2 separate regions of the Rattus norvegicus genome follow, and region 2 is linked to region 1. A link is a contact called in public Hi-C data. All regions are on one chromosome and are shown on one strand. The core of a region is the stretch at or near the end of the contact, and the rest is flanking DNA. Distances in the headings are between cores, read along the strand shown.

Region 1 (7,090 bases), core at 2,172-4,671:
AATCACATCCTTAGCCTTGCAAGAACAAACTATCCCAGGAGCCACTGATGACAGGATGTAGGAATTGAAATCAGGTCCCTCCTGTTGTTCGAGAATCCGTGGAGGGTGCCCGCCATATGCCTGCCCATCACTGCCGGTGGTGGGGGAGGGTTAGAAGATGACAGGATAAAAGAAAGGGAGGCTCTAGTTTCCCCAATATGTTCAAGTCTCAGATGAAAACAATGCACTGTGGTGCTGTACGGAGGCCAAAATTCACATGAAAGTGTGTCTCAAACTTCCCAGCGTAATGAAAGGAGTTTGTGGTGGTTTTGATATGCGCCCTTTGTTTCCTCTGCAAAAAAGGCTGCTCGGGGAGTTTGAGCATAGCTAGGTGAAAACGCTTTGGGTTTGAGTTTAATACAATGCACAGAAATGTGTCTGCCTAAGTCTTTTTTTTTTTTTTTAATAAAATGTATTTGTTTTGGATTTGAAACTCAGATAATGTCTTCAGAGTTAACATTTTTTGGAAGAGGGAATTTGGGGATTATCTAACTTATCTCAAAAGTCTGAATAACTGTGTTGTTTGAGGGAAAATGTAAGTTAACTTGTGATTTTCTTAATGATGTAATCATTTTTGAATGCATTTTAAGTACCTTAGTATGCTAATAAAAGCCTGAAAACAAGCAGAATATCAGTTTTGGTCCTTAATACAATGGCAAGCAAACCTGCGCATGCTCTTTAAGTTTTTTTTTTTTAACTATTTTTACTTACTGTAATCATGTTACAAGTTAACCTTATGATTTTCCCCCACTTGATATTTTACTACTTGTTTCCCACATTTTTTGATTTATACATATCATTTTTATCGATAGCATAATTTTCCTTCAAATGAATGTTATCTTTTTAATTGTGCCTGTGTGTGCATCCTTGAGTGTGTAATAGGCATGTGTGCATATATAGTATATATGGTGCCCTGTGGTATATATGGACACCATGAGGTTGCCATGGGAAGTCTTCCTCAGTATCTTTTCTACTGAGTTTTGGGAGGCAGGGTCTTCTGGATTTTCTCTTTCTCGGTCCTTAAGCACTAGGACTGCAGGCACACACCACCATACAGATGTTTCATGTGGGTGCTGGAGATCTGGACTTTCCCCACCGAGCCACGCCCATTCTTCTCCTTTTCCGACCATCCTCCTGTTAACTAAAATTAGCAAAATAATTAAAAACCTTCCAGTGTTCGGTGTTACAAATGTTATAAAGACAGTATTTTGGTAGGCATAGATTGCTCCACATTTTGATTCATTGCCTTAGAAAGATTCCCCCCAAATGCACACTTCTTTCAAGGGTGTGTGAGCGAACAGAATTCTGTTCCCAAGATAAGTGGAAAATAAAACACTGTGAACCCCTAGCTGTTGACTAAAGTAAACATGCACACAATTCATGTGCAGTTCTAGGTGACAACTTCACCCCACAGCAAGTATTGCCGCCATGAAAAAAAAAATATTTCATTTTTGTTCTGGTGTCCCTTCGTGTGCTTTCCTTCAAAGTGGGCATGCAGAGATGATGACGTTAATCCAGACCGTCCCACTTTGCCTTAGGTATCAACTGTGTTTCAATCTAGGAAGACGGTACTTTCGATGAGAGTGTTTGCGTTTATAATACTTTCAGAGAAGATTGCAGATGAACAAGTAGGTGGAAATGGCTCATGAACAAGTAGGCTCTCCTATTAAGAGGGTCATGCTTTCAGTTAAATCTGAACGTGCTTCTAATGACGAATAGTTCCAGATGATTTCCTGGTGCTAATGTAGAGGTGGGTAAGTTAGGTGATGTATTTTTATCGAGCACAGCTTTGGAATTTGGACAAGGAATTCAAGGTTTTCAACTGTGCAAGGTATCCGTTCAGGAGGCTTGCAGAGAGGAAAAGCCACCTGTACCAATGTCAGCCTCACAGCATCTTTCAAAAGGACGTTGTTCCGGGGTATCTCACTACAGAGCACTAACTTTGAAAACGTAGGCTGCAGTCGTGAGTTCTGATTCTAGAATTCAGCTGGCAGTGACACAGATTTTTTTTAAACCATTCTTTATTTTGAGAAAAATATATATTATAGTATTAAAATTTCTACTTTCAACTAGCTTTATCAAGGGATCGTCTGGTCTGTTTCACTTGATGTACATTTTCATGAAACACCATCAATTCGGTCCAAGTCTCCACGAATTCGTGAATATGTTCTTGGATTTTAGAGCGCTAAAGTGTACTTCTCATTTGCTCTAGTCACGTTTATCATGGCTCTGCAGTAGCAGAACATCCTTTGTCTCCCAAATGTACTCCTTTCGGTGAAATTATTTTCTTTGCAGAACTGGAAAAACAAAAGGTGAACCTTCTCAGGGAAATACTGGGTGGGACAGGGAAGTCAGGTCAGAAAGCAGACTGCCCATATTGGCAGTGAAAAAACCACGCTTATTTGGTAGTCGACTAGTTTTGTGGTTAAATAATGGTCTTATTTTGGCATTTAATGAATATTTGTTCCAAATAAACATAATTTATGAATATTTTAACACATGCATACTCAGTGGGGTGGATTCTCACACTGATATAAATAGAATTAATGAGCAGTCAGCTGCCACATACCAGGACATATGACCCAGCAGCAAGAGCTCAGAAGCGGTTCTCCTGGCTTCATAAAGCTCTGCCCTTAGTTTAACTTCTTGAAACTATGTCTCATTCTCCCCTCACTGTTGCAGAACTCAGGTTTTGTTAGATGAGTCTGGCTGGATGTCCAGACAACCATTTGTTTTGCCTTCTTTAAGACAAAACAAAATCACACAGAGGGAGGGCTTGGCTCCACTCAGCACAACTTGTGACAGGAGTCAGAGAAAAATGAATATTTTACATATTTCTACTAAAAACATGAATTGTCTGTTCTTTCCATTTTTGTGACAATTAGCATGATTATGCCAGTTGCTACAGATCTTTACAAAACAAAAAGACAAACGAACAAAAAACCCAAAACTTCCAGTGGTTTTACATTTTAAAACAGACCTGACACCCCTTGAGTGGGTGAAACAGAGAGAAAAAGCAAACACATCCTCTGGGCCATTACCTGCTCTCCTTGAACACAAAGCACCGAGCTGTGCAGCATGCCTAATACGATTTTTTTTAAGGAATAAGCCCAGCAGTAGAAAGCTACCCCTTCAAGGAGTAGGTTTGGGAATCAACGCCAGCATGCGAAATCTTCAAATTAACTGGATTTAATTTGACAGGGAATTATTGTTGTGAAGAGGCAAAGTGAAATTTAAGAGTCACCTCTATTCTGTTCTGCTATTTTCTTTTTACAGCTTTATTATAGGCAAAGCAGAAAAATAAAGCGAGCATGTGCAGTGCGATGCCCAGATGATCTGGCAGGAGGGCAGTCTTGGCAAGAGATTTGGGCTGTGACGTTTATACACACAGATGGCAGGGCACAGCCTTTATTCCTCTTAGCTTTCATTCCAAAAGGGGGTGTTGGAGGCCTCTCTCCCTCCCACCCCCACATTTGCAAACACACACTCTCTGAAATTTCAGACTAAAGCTGCATCCGAAAAAGGAGAAGTCCAGTCCGGCCTGCCTTAAGGAAGTGAGAAAAGAAAACAGGGCACCATTCTCCTGGCCACCTCTTAGAGGAGGACTTTATCCCGACGGACTGAGGAGGAGGCTGGGGCCTGAGGAGCTTCCCCAGAGTGGCTCCCCTGGGGAATCCCCTTTCCACTGCAAAGTCAATGGGCACCACCTAGTGCTCTTTCCTGGCAAAGGCTGTGTGTGTTGGTCTGGATGTAAGTGGGCACTTGGGATGACTGGTAAAGGTAAAATAAAAGCACACAGTCGTCTTCAAACCCTTTGCCTTCTAAGGAAGGGGAGAGAGGGAGAGAAGGGGGAATAAGGAAAGGGGGAGGGGAAGAATAAGAATTTTAAGGTGAATGAAAGCAGTTCTTCCAAATAAGGGCTTTTCTTAGGGCTGGTCTTTGTTGATAGTTTCCTCTTATATTTTTCCACACACCCCCCATTTGTTTTATGTAAAGACTTCACTTCCCAGCTCTGGCTGACCTGGAATTTGTTACGTAGATGAGAACACTCAGAGATCCCCCTGCCTCTGCCTCTACCCTTGAATGCTGGGATTAAAGGTATGCACTGCCAAGCCTAGCTTCCCTTCCCTCCTGTTTTTAAAGCCATTCCAAATCTCCTCCTGAGAAATAAAGTCTTTATTCCTCCATATGCTAATTCCCCCTGCATCCGGTTTGTCTGTCTGTTTCCTCTATGGTTAAACTTGGAACATTTCTAAAACCTTCATTCAGCCTAAAGCAAAGAAGGTTCTAGTACCAATGTGCCCTTGGCAGCCAAAATCGTTTCTAACAAGGAGTCTCTCTGGAGTCTTCCTAACAAAACAAATCGCACTTATGAAAAATGAGGCGTAGCACAGACTCTTTCGCAGCACAATAAGATCAAGTTAACCGCTCGTGCCTCTAGGAAAAGGATCTAAGAGGCTTTATCCGATTGGCAAAATGGACCTGGATATCAGCTCAAGGATTGAGGACACTTTGATAAAATTTCAAAGCAATGAAGTCCGATTATCTGAATGATTGCTTAACCCCTTTAAAATATAATTCAGGGAAGAACAAGATTTTTTTTTTTTTTGAACACATGGTCTGGCAGAAAATAGAAAGCTGTTTTATACTATTTGCTTTTTCTGGAACATTTTGTTTAGAATTATTCTTCCCACTACTGCTTTTACAGAACAATGATAAGCACTTCTCTGTTGCTAAAAGTAGACAATTCTTCAATAAAATGAGCAATCTTGGTTTACAGTGATGCGGGAAGAAGTAATGGGAAGAATGCCACAGAGAATCAGAGAGACCAAGGCCTGCTGTACATTAAGAGCTGAGTGACTGACTGCACTAGGAAAAAACAAATCAGACAGAAAACAGGCGGTAAAGAGGTGAGTTAAAATGGATAAACCTTCTCTTGAGGAAAAACTCCGAGTCTACGCTGAGGAACCTGGGAGAAAGTAAGGAAAATGCAATGCAAGATTCCAAACACTTTCTACTGACTAGATTACTTCAACGGATCTTCACAACTTCATCGTCAAAATTGAAAAAAATCCAAAATGTTCCTAGCTTTAGACAGTTTGTTGCTGTAGTTTAGGCTATTAAATAAGTGATTTACTTGAACCATTTTTCTTTTAAATTCAAAAAAAAGAAGAAAAAATATTCAACCAAATTCCTCGTCTTACGAACTCAAATAGGAACAAATCAGCAAATAGGCTGACCTCTGTGCTTTTACCAGCACCTACAAGCAGTAGGCTAAGAGGGGAAATGATGGCCTAATGGTAAAGAACACTTGCTGCTCTTCCAGAGGACCTGGGTCCGATTACCAGCACCGTTCAATAACTCTAGTTCCAAGAAATACAATGTCCCCTTCTGGCCTCCATGGGCACCAGAATGCTTGTGATTCATAAAATGAACAAATACAGATTAAATGAGGGATCTTGTCTAAGTTTAAGAGGTATTTGAATTAGTCAGCTGAAGCCTGGTTTCAAATAAATACTATTTGAGTATTATAAATTGTAAATTAAGTATTGTAATATCCACTGCCGGCTAATGGGACAGCACCCGTACCTTAATAAACACTACAGTACACCAGACTCTATTTCAAAAGGGACTTTGAAATATATGATGCTTTTCAAGACAGAAGAACAGGGAAGTGGTCAGGAGTGTCCGTGCAGGTAGAACATGTAAAGTTCCACTGATGTGACTAAGGGTTTTGACCTACAAAGTAATATTTATTATATTTCAACTTCACCACCGAAATACCTTCATGGTCTTTATCTAAAGACTGCAGGGATGATGCTAGGGTTAAGAGCACACACTGCCATGCAGAAGGCCCAGCTTTAGTTCCCAGACACCTGTGGCTGCAGCTTCCAATGACCTGATGCCTGTGATCTCCTCGGGCACTGCCCTCAGGAGTGCATACATAGAAGACACAGGACACACAGGCACCCGTACATACATGGACATGCACACATAAGCATGATTAAAAATAAATATTAAAACAGACACATCAAATATAGTAGAAGATGAAGGAACCTGCGGCAGAAATTTGCATTTCTATCGTGTATTAAAATTAACTAGAAAAGTTTAGGTCATGAGTTGGTTTGAAGGATCTGTATTCAAATCAAACTCTGAAAATTAACGTTGGCGTAACATAATGTTCTCGTCTAACTTAAAGAGTTGATTCAGATTTCACCAAGTGTTTTAATAATGCTTTTATGGTTTAAAAGAAGTCATGGAATATGCATCGCATTTGGTTTTCATTTGTCCTTAGTCTCTTTTATTCTGAGACAGTTTCTTGGTCTTTCCCTAGACAGTTACTTTTGTGATCTGTCTTTACCAAGACATAATTAAGAGGATAAATGTCGTCCGTCCTCATTCATACCACACCAGTGGGTTTGTACGGATGCTTTGTGAGAAGTTTCTGTTCCTTTTGTATGCTTCCTCTCATAGAAGTGTAGCCGTAGCACCTCGGATCTTTCAGAAATCAGGAAGTACAACGCAGAATATGAAGGATGTGCTGAAAATTCAAGGGCTCTATTGGTCTGTAACGTAGCAGCTCATCCACACCATAACATAGTTTGTCGCTGTAGCTACAAAACTACACCCAAAGCAGCTGAAACATTGCTAAGATTTATCAAAGGAGAAACACTTGCGATATATTAAGGGTCAAAAATGCAAAAACGAATTATAAAAATGTCCCTTTCTGGGACAGCATGAGTGGACGCAATTTGTAGTTCTTCAATGTAAATAATTAGGACATGACTGTTTTAGTAAAGCCTCACTATTTCTTTAGTTTATGAGGATGAGAATGAAAACATTTAGAACAGCTCTCTTTCTTTGTTAACAGTTGAACCATCCCACTGATGTCTTCAACCACTTTAAAGCATTTAACGCACGAACCCCTTTTCTTTCACAAGGCACATCAATAGTTTGGTTTCAGGGACTCAGATCCATCTATATAGCAACAAGCAGCTATTTCGACATCTCTCTCTCTCTCTCTCTCTCTCTCTCTCTCTCTCTCTCTCTC
Region 2 (7,215 bases), core at 307-2,806, 450 kb before region 1:
AGGAGTACCACACAAGGGTGCAAACTTTCAGCATATGAGTCTGTAGAAATATTGAAGAGATACATCACCAAGAATATTGCTTTTGTATTGTTCAAATGTTTCAGAATGTCACTGAAAATTATTTGGCCTTTAAAGGATCATACTAAATTATTTTCCCTGACCAGTTTTGGTAGTTTAAGAAGATAAAGCTGGAATTCAGAGTAAGCTATATGTTTATGTGTGTGGTGGAAAGTCGTGGCAATAGGGAGACATAACAAACATGCTGGATACTTAGTTGTTTGACTTCCGGGTGGTTTTTCTAAAAGCACATACACATGTTATTAACGGATACCTATTGGAGAACTCTTATGCTTTATTTAGATGATTCTAAATAAGTCAATATTTTACTCAACCACATTCTAAGAAACATTCTCCATAAAATACAAGTTCAAAATACTTTTAGATTTTTTTCTACTGCTAAGTGCACACACACACACACACACACAGACAGAGAGAGAGAGACAGAGAGAGACAGAGACAGACAGAGAGAGACAAAGAGACAGAGAAACAAAACAGAGAAATAGAGACACACAGAGAGAGAGAGAGGGGTATGGAGGAGAAAACTTTAAAGGAAACCTCTTTGGTGTACTTTAACTGCACATGTAAACTGGAAGTCCTCATATTGTGATAACCCATGTTCTATCTTTGCACTCTGACATTGCTCATTTGCCTTAAATCATATAACCTTTCCTAAGCGAAATGACACAACCAGTCTATAAAATTTCATGATAAAAATATAGAAGCAAATAAAACTTAGGTAGTTATGGCTAATGAAAGAAATAAAAAGTTTATTTCAGGACTTGGCACTTTTCCTAACTATAATGTTCTACTCCCAACTCGAAGGAGGTGAGGTAGGCTATACTGTTGGGCTCCTAGTTAGGCAAGGAGAAGAGACACATAGAAGAACGTTAAGTTTCAAAGTCACACTGAAATCCTAGGGCTCTGCTTGCCAAGGCTGCTCCCCTCCTAGCCAGGTGCTGTAGACTGCTCTTTCCAACTTGTGAGACTTCACCGTTGTCTTTTGTTGCATCGCAGAAGTCTCCATCCAATGGGATGTGTCTGTGACCGAGTAACCTACAGAACACCTACCCCTTCCAGTTTTCCATTGCATGCCAGCCAACTTTATCAAGGGCTGTCATTTTCATTGTGGTCTGCACATTAAAATCACAAAGGTTGCTTTTAAAACATGCCCAAGCCTGAATTCTAACCATATTGACTCCTAATTTAATTGCTCTGTGGTAGAGCCCAGGCAGTGGAATTTTTAAACACTTCATTAAAGGTTTCCTTTGGGCAGTCAGATTGATGGTTTTATTTCTTTCTCCAAATGTGACAGTTGTTGAGTACCTTAAAAAAGACCAATGGCCCCAATAGTGTTTGAGTTCAGGTATGTGGCTTGCACAACATGGAGCTAACCCTCAACCGAGTTCTTGCTGTCATAACCTTTGACTAAGCATGAAGAAGATGGAAGGTTTCCTTTTTACAGACTCAGCTCTTTGGTGTTGGCAAGGTTCCCTGGGAGAACTGGCTTCCCAGGATGCACATGTTGCAGTGCAACACGGGCACTGACATCCATCAAACTGTGCCTTTCCCTTTTCTTAAGTTTCATGAGGCAAAGAACCAGGGCTGTCGGTTGGGTTCGCCTCTCTTTGTTCTTGATGACTGAGGAACTCTGAGTTTCCAGCATTTGTTGTTGTTTTAGCAAAAGCAGATCCACCTATCACGTTTCCGGAAGGAGGAGCAATAGAACGATGGCAGTCACATTTTAACCACCCCCCCTTCTTGGAATGATAGAGTGACACTATTGATTTTTTTCTTCCCTAGCAATGCAGTCTGTATCATGATCCATATCAGGAAATAAGAAGCCGCTGATAGCCTGTTGCGAAAATGAAGTCAGGTTTTCCCACCCTCTTCCTCCTTCTGGTTTCCTTCCCTGAAACGTGGGTTCATGACAGCTTGTTGTTGGGCAGGGCATTAGCCTTTTGTAATTTATTGCTTTTAGATTAAATCTGGGGAAACTCGATATTGCAGTTGAGTGATTAGAGCAATACCCCTCGGAGTAATAAATTTTCTTTGGTGCTGCACCTCTCCAGATCATGTTTCCTTTCTAATTACATTTACATAAATGATATTCTGTAAAATTAAATTAACATTCAAACGGTTACCCTGACAGGGAGAGACAAAAATTAGTTACCAAGTTGTGTCTTTTTTTTTTTTTAAATGTCTAGTTCTTTTCATAACATGAATCACCAGCCATCAACCAAACGCCGCTTCCAGACTGCATGGGGATGCTTGTCAGCAGCTAATGGAAATGCTTTGTTTCTTTCTTGCATACTTAGACTATTGGAGATCACAGTGACTTTTTCGAACTTGGCCACTAATTAATTGCTAATCTTTCTTCAGGCTTCTAGCTTTGAAATTCTGCAGTGATCCCGGAGACCCTCAGATTACAATCAAGCATAGCTATGTGTTCCGACCCATGATTTTCTTCCCATCCCCGCCTCCAGTGTACCTGTATCTTTCTTGGAATTCCCTTTTGAAATACTTCAGTACCTGGAACAGCAGCATCGGGATCTCAATGACCCCCTTGTCAAGGGTGAGAGTGCCACTTCTGCAGTGCCTGTCTTACTCCAAGACAAATGGCAATGCAGCCTCCACTGTATTTTTTTAAGTAAAGCCAACAAGTTCCTTTTGTGATCATAATTTCATGTAAAATATGCTTTCACTTATACAAGATAAGTAGATATCCACAGGGAGGATATCCCAGGACATCCGTGAGCAGTGCAGGCTTATTGCCTATGCTCATTGACTTGCCTCCAATAGACATGGATCATTTTAATAAAATAGTGATCTGGGCTGGAGAGATGGCACAGTGGTTACGAGCACTGACTGCTCTTCCAGAGGTCCTGAGTTCAATTCCCAGCAACTGTACGGTGGCTCACAACCACCTGTAATGAGATCTGATGCCCTCTTCTTGTATGTCTGAAGACAGCTACAGTGTACTTATATATAATAAATAAATAGATCTTTAAAATAAAGTAAAATAAAATACTGATGTGTGAAAGAAATGTCCACAGATCTGTTCATGTAGAATGGCAGGATAATCAGACATATTTCTACGTCCAGACACTTTCTTTTCCTCATTACATGGATCCGTTGACACACTCAACACAGTCCAAACAGGGATCTTTTGTGTCCACGTGGAGAAGCCTGATGGAACACAGATGTCAAGAGAGTCCACTCTTAAAGCATCCTGTCAGGAGCACTCAGGTGAGAATAAAAGGCAGCATTTCTCTTGAGAGAAGTAAGCACAGCTTATCTAGGCAAGGGCTAAGGGACTTACCCAATGTCTCGTGTTTCCTTGTCTCTTGAGCTTGCCTTCACATAGGTTTCAGTTATTTGCTGAACATGTGTGCATTGTACACATGCAAAGGCAAAAGGAGAAATTAAATGAAAGAAAGGAACAAAATCTCAGTCCATTGAAAACCACACATTCTTTTTACCTCATCCCCATGTTTGTTATTCCTGGGTCTTCTATGTATAGTATATGTAGAATATATATAATATATGCATAGTATGTATAGTATATATACTATACATAATATACTTATTCATGTATGTGTATATTATATATATTATATTTATGTATTGTGTATAGTATATGTATATGTATAGTGTATTTTATATATGTATAATAGTATACATTATTTATATTTTATGTATAATATACATATGTATTTTTATATGTTATCTGTATAATAGTATATATGGATTCTCATTTATATCTCCCTTCTTTGTCAGTTACTCATTTTCTTGCCTGTGACTCACTGTGAGCATCTGATGTTGCTGAATCCTTTTGTGCAGTCTTTTTCCACACAGGCAGACTACGGGAGACACCAAGTCCCAACATCCTGGCTTTTTAGGTGGAGTGCCGGGTACAGTTCTTAGCTCCTGGTCCTGCCTGACAGTCTCTGTTGGAAGCTGCTGTCAGTGAATGGATGCCCAAATCACTAATTCACAGATCTGAGTTTGAACAAATGGGACCATTGCTCCTCAGCTCCTTCGGGAGAGCTATAGAAATTGGTCACTGGAACCCATCATTGCCTGTGACTTCTACACCATGGAAAGTTAAAGGAATTTATGAGTGGGTGCCAGATGCCAGCTCAACATCTGCTTCCCCGCAGAGGTGTTAATGTCACACAGAGCTGAGTGCATTAAAAGTGAACCTTAGGAATAAAAAATAATAAAAGATAACTGCATAGAGGTGTAGAGATGCCAATTACTGTTAGAAGGCTCGTATACAGTTTCCAAATGGAATTTTATGTAGAGTACCATATATAAACAGAGGTGAAGCTGCCCTCCTCCTCCTCCTGTTACCGTATCCCCAGAGAGCCTCAAGCTAATTCCACCAGGGCAAGAAACTTAAATGACATGCTTTCAAAATAATAGTTTGAGTCATTTATTGAAAAAGGATGAAGTTTTTTTTCCAGTATTTTCTGCATTTAACATTATAGGAAAGACTATCTTATTTAAACATCATAACTGTGGAGAAAACAGATGGGGCCCATTGTCAGTATTGTTGATGAAGCCAATTGCTAAACTCAGTGTCAGTGTCTTAGAATTCTTTAAGCTTGCCCACTCTATTGCACACTGCATGATTCTTCTAAGCTTTTGCTTAGAGCCAGGTTACAATATCCAAGTGATAGCCATAGGGTATCACATTAGCAGGTCTGAAAAATAGACTAGTTCTGTCCCTCAGGTCTTGAAGTTTTAGTTTCAGAGGTGGAAACTATGTCTCCACATGCAGCCTGAGCTATGGCTCAGTGACTTTGGGCTCTCAGTACCAACATCAGGTGGTTTATGACTGCCTGTATTGCCAGCTCCAGGGAATCTGACCCCTTCTTCTGGCCTAGGGGGCATACACATCGTATACACTCACACAGGCACACATATGTATGTAAATAATTTTTTAAAGTAGTAATTCTGGGGAAGGCTGTCTGGACCCTCCTGTCATTTTTTTTCCATGTTTTAAAAGCCTAGATTCTTCCAAGCAATGCTGTGCTCACTGCTTGGCCACTCTGCTTACCATTTTAGCCAGACACAGGGAATGACAATCACTACTGGGGACATACTTGGACCCAAGAATAACAATGACACTTTAAAATGTATAAAATTACTTTGCTGCTCCTTGGTCAGTTGGAGAAAAGGTAAAACACAAGGTTATCAATAAGCCTGCTTAGAAGCAGGAGCTGAAACTTCTAGGACAATCATGACAAGCTGAGATACATAGGTAGAGACAAAGAATGGGAGTTTTGGCATTGATCAAAGAGATGAAGTAGGTTCATTAAATTCTTACTAAATATGCTATTGTCTTTCAGTGGAAACCAAATGTCCCCTCTTCTACTCAGAGTACTGGCGTTGTATTAAGTCGATATCATTTAAATGCCTCTAATCCTAAAGCCAACATAGTTTAGAAAGGCAATGAAGCCTTCCCAGGCTTTCCTGCCATCCTTTCATTCTAGACATCTACTGCAATAGTCTAAGATCAGAGCAGCCGATATTATGCTCCACTGTGCCCTGGGTGGCTCTCCCCAGCTCCCTAGATCACACTGGTTGTATTAGTTCTCCTCTCACCCTCTGCCATGAGAGCATGACTGCCTCAGAGCCCAGCCAGACTGAACTCACACTCCATCTCCACCATACAAAAGGTCCCAGAAAGCTGGGCTGAATGAGTGACTAGTTAAATTGTTCAATTATTTGTCAGAATTCTATTGGAAAGGAATAAAAGTATAATACTTTACGTAACAAAAATGACTATGTTAACATTTATTGTTAATAATTTGGACATGGTTATAATCTTGAAGATTTGTTCTCTTTCTCCTGAGAATGAAGTTAAATAGTTGGAAACATCCATCCAGGCCCTGCTCTTGAGGAGTGATGGTCTGCCTCTCAGAGCTTTACTTCTTCATTTCTGATTACTATAAGCTAAAATAATTAGCTGAAATAATTAAACTTGAGCCTTCAAAGCACTTAGAAAACTGCCTGCCATTCAAAAGCAAAATCAAACAAAATAAACCCTGCAAGTGAATGAAACCCACCTGCAATTATTGCCAATTATCCCTTCAAGTCAATATTAGGAGCACGGTGAACTGGGCGATCGGCCCAAGTGTTCTAGTCCTGGTTGTACCACGAAGTATGACTATTGACTCCTGGGAACTTGGTGCTCCAATCTGTAAAGACAGATACTTGGCCAAGCAACCTTTGAGAATATTTCAAGTTTGGTAGTCCGTGGAGTCATGAACAATTTGGGTCAATCGATTTCTTGGACATTTGGCAGTTGGCATCCCTTTGATTTGCCATAGTGCTTGTGTCCTGCTTTATAAAAAATATTTCACCAGCTCCATTTATTCTTCTCACCCAGGAATTCTGCTGCTTAGAAAGGAGCAAAACTTTAATCTCATCTAATAGGAAACATTCTGAATGTTAAATAGCATGCTTTAAAAAAAAAGCCTGTATAAAAAATAATTAGTAGTTTAAAGAGATGAATCTAATCGAGAAGAATAGAGAAAATTGTTAGTTTCCTGTTTCTCCTAAATTATATTGCATAATTCTTTATGAAGAATAACACACACACACACACACACACACACACACACACACACACACAAACACACATTTAAAGAGTTCTTGTTTTGCCAGATATGGTATATAGTATTGGTCTTTGGGGAATATATATTGTTTTGGTTAAGTATCTTTTCACTCAAAAAACTTATGAATTAAGAATTTACTAGCTTCTACTGTGTGCAAAAAAGCTATCCAAGCACTGACTGATGACAAGATTTTGCTTATGATGGTACTTCCAAAATACTAAGTAGTGAACCATCTGGTATACGGTTGGGAAAGACCCAAGCTAATACCAAAGGACAGAGCTTCTCTGTGACACACTGGTCTCCCTTTACATGAAGCAGTCTATGTAACTGCATGTAGAGATATTTATTTGGAAATGGAGACTATAAACTCTAAAACGTGTGTCTAGAAAAATAATTGACAAGAAATCTTCTCATGGACTTATGGAGGTAAGTCTTATGCCAAGCTGACTTAGCATTTTGTACTTGGCTGGCCAGCAGCAGCAGTAGGAAAGGTTGAAGAAGAGTCTTAGTATCTGGGTAAGTGGTCCCT

Evidence for each region. Hi-C and Micro-C count contacts between places; a contact is called where the count stands out from the background.
Region 2: a contact with region 1 is called in a Hi-C map of the A7r5 cell line, with 6 times the contacts expected there. The contact joins two enhancer-like sites. A contact is called at or near these places in 2 of 12 Hi-C or Micro-C datasets (the A7r5 cell line and the Rat2 cell line).

What each region holds. Positions count from the first base shown.
Region 1 is chr14:96,557,267-96,564,356 of GRCr8, reverse strand. LOC120096677 (a long non-coding RNA gene) reads right to left here. Exons shown (of 4, transcript XR_005493436.2): 4 at 6,245-6,580. Among named protein-coding and RNA genes, the nearest start is that of Etaa1, 45 kb to the right of the region's middle. Within about 2 kb of position 3,421, at least 13 of the 93 cell types and tissues checked have an H3K27ac peak or open chromatin away from gene starts, as enhancers often do. A contact at or near this core is called in the A7r5 cell line, where this site is marked.
Region 2 is chr14:97,002,597-97,009,811 of GRCr8, reverse strand. No RefSeq gene overlaps it. Among named protein-coding and RNA genes, the nearest start is that of Meis1, 490 kb to the left of the region's middle. Within about 2 kb of position 1,556, at least 2 of the 93 cell types and tissues checked have an H3K27ac peak or open chromatin away from gene starts, as enhancers often do. A contact at or near this core is called in the A7r5 cell line, where this site is marked.